Linked DNA regions of Sus scrofa: region 2 is linked to region 1. A link is a contact called in public Hi-C data. All regions are on one chromosome and are shown on one strand. The core of a region is the stretch at or near the end of the contact, and the rest is flanking DNA. Distances in the headings are between cores, read along the strand shown. Region 1 overlaps NHSL1 (NHS-like protein 1). Region 2 overlaps NHSL1 (NHS-like protein 1).

Region 1 (3,840 bases), core at 414-2,913:
GGGGTCTGTTTAGATTTAGCTCAGCAAGATTTACAAACAAAGGTCTGCCAACTATCTCTTGCAACTGCCTTTCTTGTTTTGGGGGAAGGGGAGGATTAACCTAGTTCTTTTTGTTGCAGATGTTGATTGGCTTAGTTAAAAAATTAAGTCTATGGAAAAATAGAGACAGGGTAAATTCATGCATGACAGTGGTGGCAGGGGATGAAGGTGTGAAGTGGGTGGGAGACGTGTCTTTGAGTGCCATTAGTGTTCTTCACATAGTCTAAATATATTGCTTGCAAATTGCAAGGTCTGTTTAATAATAAGTATTTACGGTAACATTTATGGGATAACATTTGTAGCTAATATTTGTAGGATACTTACTATGGGCCCATTTCATTAATCCTCATAAAAAACTGTGGAGAGAGACATTTTCGACCCCCGCTTTACTGATTTTACTGAGCAGCACAGAGAGGTAAAGCAATTTACCCTAGGTCACAGATCTGAGAAGTGCTTGTTGAGGTGAGTGATGTGTTCAAACATTTTATTTGAGTACTTTTAGTAAATTTTTATGAACTTTTTAAGTTCACTTTAACATTGAAAAATTTGCTGAATTTGGCTAGGGGGTGATAAGTCTTTTCTGTTTTATTCTGGTTATTTTCAGTCATTGTGCCACTAGCTCAGTGGTGTGCTCTGTGGAGGTGAATTAGCAGCCCAGGTGACAGTGCTGTGGTGAATCTGTAGAGAAGTAATGAAGTTTAGTTCTTTGAACTTCACTGATGAAAGGTACTCTAGTCTCCAAATACAAAGTCATTTTGTTAATGCTTCCCATCTTCTGGCCTCTTTTCCTCTGCCAGACATTCATGCTCAGTGTCAGAAGAGAGGTAATATAAGAACAAATTCAATTTCTGGCTTCTTTTGATCTAGTGCTATGTTAGAGGGGCAGATGCTCTCCTTTCCTTCTGTCTCAGAGCTTGCTATCTTTAAGTATGGTGACACTATAATATGCTATCTCAAGCTTATACCTCAGGGAAATGGCTTAGTTTACTTGTGAAGGAGAAGAAGCAGTGCTGAGACTAGCTGGTTGATTCTCCACTCTCTAGCACATTTATCTTTAGCACGTTTACCTGTATTTTTGTCTTTGTCTTTTTTTTTTTTTTTTTTTTTTTAGGGCTGCACCCTCGGCGTTTGGAGGTTCCCAGGCTAGGGGGTCGAGTCAGAGCTACAGCCACTGGCCTACACCACAGCCAGTGACGCGGGATCCGGGCTAAACCACAACTCATGGCAATGCCGGATCCTTAACCCAATGAGCATGGCCAGGGATCGAACCCGTGTCCTCATGAATACTGCTCGGGTTTGTTAACCACTGAGCCATGATGGGAACTCCACGTTTACCTGTACTATTGGAAAATACCTTTCACCACGCGCTGTTTGCTGGCAGCTGCGGCCTTGAGAATTGGGTCCCATAATCATTAACTTAAATCAGCAGTTCTCAGAGTGTGATTCCCTGGGCCAGCAGCATCAGCATCTCCTGGGAACTTGCTAGAAATGCAAAATCTTGGCCCCACCCCAGACCTACTAAATCAGAATCAGTGTGGGTGGGCTCAGCAGTCTGCTGTTAACAGCCTTCCAGGTGGTTCTGATGCTGGAGTTTGAGAACCGCCCTCTGCAGGATCTGCTGGCCTAGGGCCAGAGGAGTGACTCTCCTCGGAGACCTGTAGCCTGTGCTGTGCTTGGGCAGGGACTGGGGCCAACAATACTGCATTCCCAGAAGGTTGTTTACAGAGCTTCTGCCTTTGGTCCAGGGCACTTTGGGTCTGAAGCATGCTTCATTACCATACAACTAAGCATCTTCGAATCCTGCCAATCTGTGTTTTGGCCAAACACTTGCTAGCTGGCCTTCACTATTTGGAGATGAATAACCTGCCTCCTAGGCCTGTCCATCCTCCTCAGGGCCAAGGGCAGCCTCTCTGATTTTCCCTTTCCCAGGCACTTTAAACAGCATCTAGAGAGCAGGGAGGTGACTCACCACAATCACAGGGTAGGGACACACTTTCTAAACAAAATCCGAGGGGAGAGGATTATTCTTTCTAAATACTGATTACGTAAAATCCCCATTTCGATAGTTTAGTGAGTGCCTCCTAAAAAACGTGACTAGGAAAACTTGAGGCGGCCATGGGAGATTTTACTCGTGGATGGGATGTACACGTTTGAATAAACATGAGAACAACACACAAGCAGGACTATATCTAGTAGATGGTGTTCTGTTGCTGGCAGTGGGATCTTATTTTGCTTTTACCCAATATAATTCAGCTTTTCAGTTGGTTACTTTCTTATTTATGTAATCTATCCGATACAGTATAGTCTACTGTAATTTAGAGGGGTCAGAGATAATTGAAGCAGTTTGATAGTGGCTGCAAAGCATAGTAAAGAGATAGGCTGTATGACCTTGAATAAATCAGTTAACGTCTCCTTGCTTATGTTTTTCCTTTGGTAAAATGGGCATTGTGTTAATTGTTTATGTGCGGATAAAATGAGATCTATAGAACAGTGCCTAGCCCATAACAAATAATAAATATTAGTTGATAGGTACCATGGACTGGTGATCGATATATTTTTAAAAACTTTTTATTACTTTTTTCTGAGTGTATTCCAGAATTTAAGACATTGGAATAAAGGATTGCACTTACTTATTTGATTGGACTCTAATAGAGTACAAGTTTCATAATGAATGTGCTTGTGTTCTAATTAATTGAGTTTTCTAGAGAGCTGGTAGTTAGGTTTGATAAGGGGGTTAATTGTGGGACTTAAGGATCATTGTTTTTGATATCATGATAATTCAGTTCTGAAGGTCTAGAATATTGAATTAACTTTATTCAGCATGTTCTCTAAAAATGGTGTTTTAATTACATTTTGATGTGAGTGTGTTTTGATGTCATTTTCCTCTTTTCAAACTAAGAGCAGATAAAATCAAGTTAGGTATTTTGGTTTGTTGCCTTCCAGTGAGTTGGTATTATTACACATGGGATCTCTAATTTAGAAACCTGTCAAGTTACAAAAGTTCATTTGTAAGTTGTTTTGAACTTGTAATATATTTCCTCTTATTAACTGTATTTCCGAAGCAGGATCAGGCACAGGGCACCCCCGCCCCCTCCCGAGCCTGTTCACCCTGAAATATAGATACGCAGACCTATAGTGCCATGGGGTCTATTCATCACGTGAGAAATTGCTGTGGGAAAATGGATTATAAATGACAACCAGGATACAAGTTCACATTCTTCTGTCCTCCCAACCCTTTCCCTAAGCTGGGTGACCCTAGCCTCATCTGTAGCATGGATGATTTAAATGAGCCTCCAAATTCCTTTTTTGCCGAGGTAGGCTTTCTGATTTTGTGTAGCAGGACGTGTGAGTAGGAGGCTTTGGAAGCGGAGCATAGGGTGGTTTCCAGGGTGCCAGGTGTATGGGACTGAGCACATTTTAGGTCTTGTGTAGCAGGATCTTGGCCATGGGTCCTCATGAAAGCTGAGAGTTCCAGGCCCCGTCCGGGATGGTGAAACCACCAGCAGCCTGGAGATTAACGGGGTGGGCACAACTGGCAACTGTATGCCGGGCATTTAAGTCCAAGTGTTTGTAAGTAGGTTGCCTCTAGTGCCTCTCTTAAATTTTTTTCTAGGAGAGTTAAATGGATAAGGGTCAGAAGTTTCATCAGTTTTAAAGGCCCAGTTATTATAATAATAATTATTCGTTTTGCTTTTACTTCAGTTTTATGTGAGCATGCATTTACATTTGATTCTGGTCAAAGCTTGTGTGTTCTTTAAAATAAACAGTATGTAAAGCATTAAAGATCCTTTGCACTTCACT
Region 2 (3,840 bases), core at 769-3,268, 160 kb after region 1:
TAGTAGTTTGTATCTGCTAATCCCAAACTCCTAATTTATTTCCCCACCCCTTTCCTCTTTGGTAACTGTAAGTTTGTCTTCTGTGTCTGTGAGTCTATTTCTGTTTTGTGAATAAGTTCATTTATATCCTCTTTTTTTTTTAAAGATCCCACATATATATGATATCATGATATTTGTCTTTCACTGTCTGCCTTAACTTCACTTAGTAATCTAAGGTTCGTCCATGTTGCTGCAAATAGCATTATTTCATTCTTTTTTATGGCTGAGTAATATTCCACTATATATATATATATATATATATATAGACAGATAGATATAGATATAGATATATACACGATATCTTTATCCATTCATCTGATGATGGATATGTTGCTTTTGTGTCTTGGATATTGTAAATAGAGCTACTATGAACATTGGGGTATCTTTTCCAAGTAATGGTTTTCTTCAGATAGATAACTAGGAGTGGGATTACTGGATCATGTGGTAACTCTTACTTTTAGTTTTTTTTAAGGAAACTCCCTACTGTTCTCTGTAGTGGCTGCATTAGTTTATCTTCCCACCGACAGTATAGGAGGGTTCCCTTTTCTCTACACCCTCTCCAGCATTTATTATTTGTAGACTTTCTGATGATGGCCATTCTGACTTGGTGTGAAGTGATAACTCATTATAGTTTTGATCTGCATTTCTCTAATAATTGACGATATTGAACATCTTTTTATGTGCCTATTGGTCATCATTTTGGGGCTTTGATCATGACCATACAGTTTATGCAAACCCGACTCTTAAAATCAGTTTGTCAAGGTAGCAAGTAGTCAGGAACTAAAATATTTATTTAAAATTGTCCAACAATATGAAATTAAAAGGGAGATTGGTGGAGTTCCTGTTGTGGCTCAACAGGTTAAGAATCCAACATAGTATCCATGAGAATGTGGGTTTGATCCTTGGCCTCACTCAGGGGTTAAGGATGAGCTGTGGTGTAGGTTGCAGATAGGGCATGGATCCAGTGTTGCTGTGGCTGTGGCCTAGGCCTCTGCTGCTGCACCAATTCAACCCCTAGCCTGGGAACTTCCATATGCCATGGTTGTGACCATAAAAAAGAAAAAGAAAGAGAGAGGTCGGTGAGATTAAAGGCTAACCTGAGTCAGTAGGTGACTATAACCTATCCCCCAGACTCTTGGTGTCCTACCTGGAATAGATAAGAACTTAAGAGAGGCAGGCAGTGTTAGGATACAGCCAAAGGTCAGGCGTGGGCAAAAAACACTAAAATAAGGAACACAGATTATTTACCTTTATTCCTTCTTCAATCAACATTGGTTTACCTTGGTTTTACAGAATTTGCCTACTTTCTCAATGCGTTTTTCTGTCTCTAAAATGTTTCTAAAACACAGGATCACCATCTTACATGAAAACTTTTGATGTCCAATCATTACTGACTGACTAAAATCTAACATCTTTGATTTGACAGGCAAGGTTCTTCTCAACTGGTCCTGACTTACTTTCCCGCCGTATTCCCACTGCTGCCCCTAGGAATTCTGCTTTCTCACCCACTGGGTCAGCAGGTTGTCTCTGGCAGGTTCAGTGGCAGACAGCAATGTAGGCAGAGGGGGATTTAACACAGGGTGTAAAGATCACTGGGAAACCTTGCCGAACAGGTCCAAGCTGAAGCAGTCACCTTAGAACTGGCTCAGCAAGGGACCCGTTCTCTCTGCCGCGATTAGGTTTTGCCTCTGAGACCACAGTTGCTTCTCCTATATTCCTTACCCGCAAACTAAGCACCACTGGTCCTGCCTGCCATCTCCACGAGAGCAGGGGCTGGACACTGAGACTTCTGTTACCACTCCTGAAAGCCCAGGGGTGTGGACTCCAGTCCTCAGCCGAGTTCAGGTGCACCGCCTTGGCAAACCAGGAGGTCAGGTGTAAGGGAGTCTGGGAAATGGGGTTTCCAGCTCCTGGCCACCCACACACAGTGCGCTGTACAGGGTGGTTGGACTGGGGCTGTCAGAGGCAACGCGCACCATCTGCTGTCCACGTGACTCAAGGTTCCCAGCACTTGGATCACTGGCTCCCTTCTTCATGCCTTTGCTCTCGTTCCTTTGTCTAGTTGGAATGTGTTTCATATCCTTCTCTATCTAGCAAAGCCGTGCAGGTCTAGCTCACATGTCATCCTGCTTTGTCACGTTTCCCTGGGTATCATTTCCTCCTGGCCCCCATTAGCGGTCACCCTCTATTTTAAAATGTGTATTGTTGCCATTTTATTAAGGTCTTCTTCCATTCAACAGAAATTCCTTACAAATAAGGCAGAGATTCATTTCGTCATTTAGTCAGCAAACTTAATGTATCTCCAAAGTCAATAAAGGCGTAATTCGTCCTCAGGCAGGGAAGGTCCCAGTGGGAGAATGTAACCACAAAGGAATGGGTCATGCACTCTGGGGTGGGGGCTGAGGAGAGGTCGCCGGAGATAAAAGGGTCAAGGAAGCCTTTGTGGAAAAATTGTCTTCATCTTGGGGTTTCCAGTGCCTCAAGTAATGCTTAGGATCTTTAATAAAAGGAGACCAGGCTGGGAGTTCCTGCTGTGGTGCAGTGTGTTAAGAACCTGACAGCAGCATGGGTCAGGGCAGAGATGCTGGTTCCATCCCCGGCCTAGTGCCATCCCCGGCCTAGTGCAGTGGGTTAAAGGATCCAGCATTGCTGCAGCTGCAGCTCCAATTCAGTCCCCAACCCAGGAACCTCCATAAGCCTCAAGTGCAGCCATAAAATTAAAACAAACAAACAAATATCCCAACAAAACAAAACAAAACAAAAAACAGGCTGGAAAAGAGTGAAGTATTTTTTTTTTTTTTGCAATAGATTTTTGTCTGTAGTTAAAAGCGCTCTACCAATACTGATACTTTAACATTAGCTGTTACTATTTTTTGACTGTGACGGAGGCATGCGGAAGTTCCCAGGCTAAGGATTGAACCTGAGCCACCGCAGTGACAACACCAAATCCTTAACCGCTAGGCCACCAGGGAACATTAGTTATTTTTTAATGCCATAAAATAAAGCTAGAGCTCATTTGCTTTAAACTATTTCTTTTCTTCCTGTAACTCATTCTTTCAACAAGCTAATATTAATTGCATGCATACTGTGTATCTGATCTGCTGTTTGCCGTCTAGACCCTGCGACCCACTGAGCCATGGCCTCTGCTCTATAGTCTAGATCCTGTGTCCAGTGAGACATAAGGTCATTAAACAAATCACTGCACTGAAACAAGAGCTAGGGCTCTGAAAGAAAAGTCCAGGTCTCTGTGAGAGTGATTAATAGGAGATATTAATGGAATCAGAGGGTCGAAAAGGATTTGATTTCCTGAAGAAATGGCAATTAATCTGAGACCTAGAGTGCGATGGGAAAGGAGCAAGTAAAAACTCATCCACTTGTTCTTCTGGCTCTTATTTTTAGTAGCAGCCAAAAAAGGGTTGTTTCCTTTACCTCCTCCCCATTGCCCATCAGCTCCAGTCATCACCTGGTTGCTGATATCCTTGATATTCAAGAAGATAAATTCCGATTTTGACACCCAGGGAAGCCTTTCAAAAAACGATTTGTGTAATGAAATGAAAATAACCATTATCTGTGTGGGAATTTTTGTCTTCTATTTGCAAGCTACTTCTTAGGGGCAATTTTTGTAGAGGTTAGGCAGTTAATGACACTCTAGACAGATGCTTTTAAATTCTCTGGGCCTTTGCCTCTCTTACCTGGTCCATAAAGATGGGTGATAACCCCCTTTCTTTGAATGTGCTCATGAATGTTACGTGTTGTAACGCTGTATTGAGTTCCCAAGCATCTGGCTTTGTCGGGCATCAA

Evidence for each region. A called contact is a pair of places that touch in the nucleus more often than the background predicts.
Region 2: a contact with region 1 is called in a Hi-C map of liver, with 6 times the contacts expected there. The contact joins two enhancer-like sites. A contact is called at or near these places in 1 of 47 Hi-C or Micro-C datasets (liver) and 1 of 2 datasets of contacts at active chromatin or transcription factors (alveolar macrophages).

The regions. Positions count from the first base shown.
Region 1 is chr1:25,747,363-25,751,202 of Sscrofa11.1, forward strand. All of the region lies in intron 1 of NHSL1 (NHS-like protein 1), which reads left to right. Among named protein-coding and RNA genes, the nearest start is that of NHSL1, 86 kb to the left of the region's middle. Within about 2 kb of position 1,664, at least 10 of the 83 cell types and tissues checked have an H3K27ac peak or open chromatin away from gene starts, as enhancers often do. A contact at or near this core is called in liver, where this site is marked.
Region 2 is chr1:25,902,778-25,906,617 of Sscrofa11.1, forward strand. The region is part of intron 1 of NHSL1 (NHS-like protein 1); the gene reads left to right. Among named protein-coding and RNA genes, the nearest start is that of HEBP2, 110 kb to the right of the region's middle. Within about 2 kb of position 2,019, at least 13 of the 83 cell types and tissues checked have an H3K27ac peak or open chromatin away from gene starts, as enhancers often do. A contact at or near this core is called in liver, where this site is marked.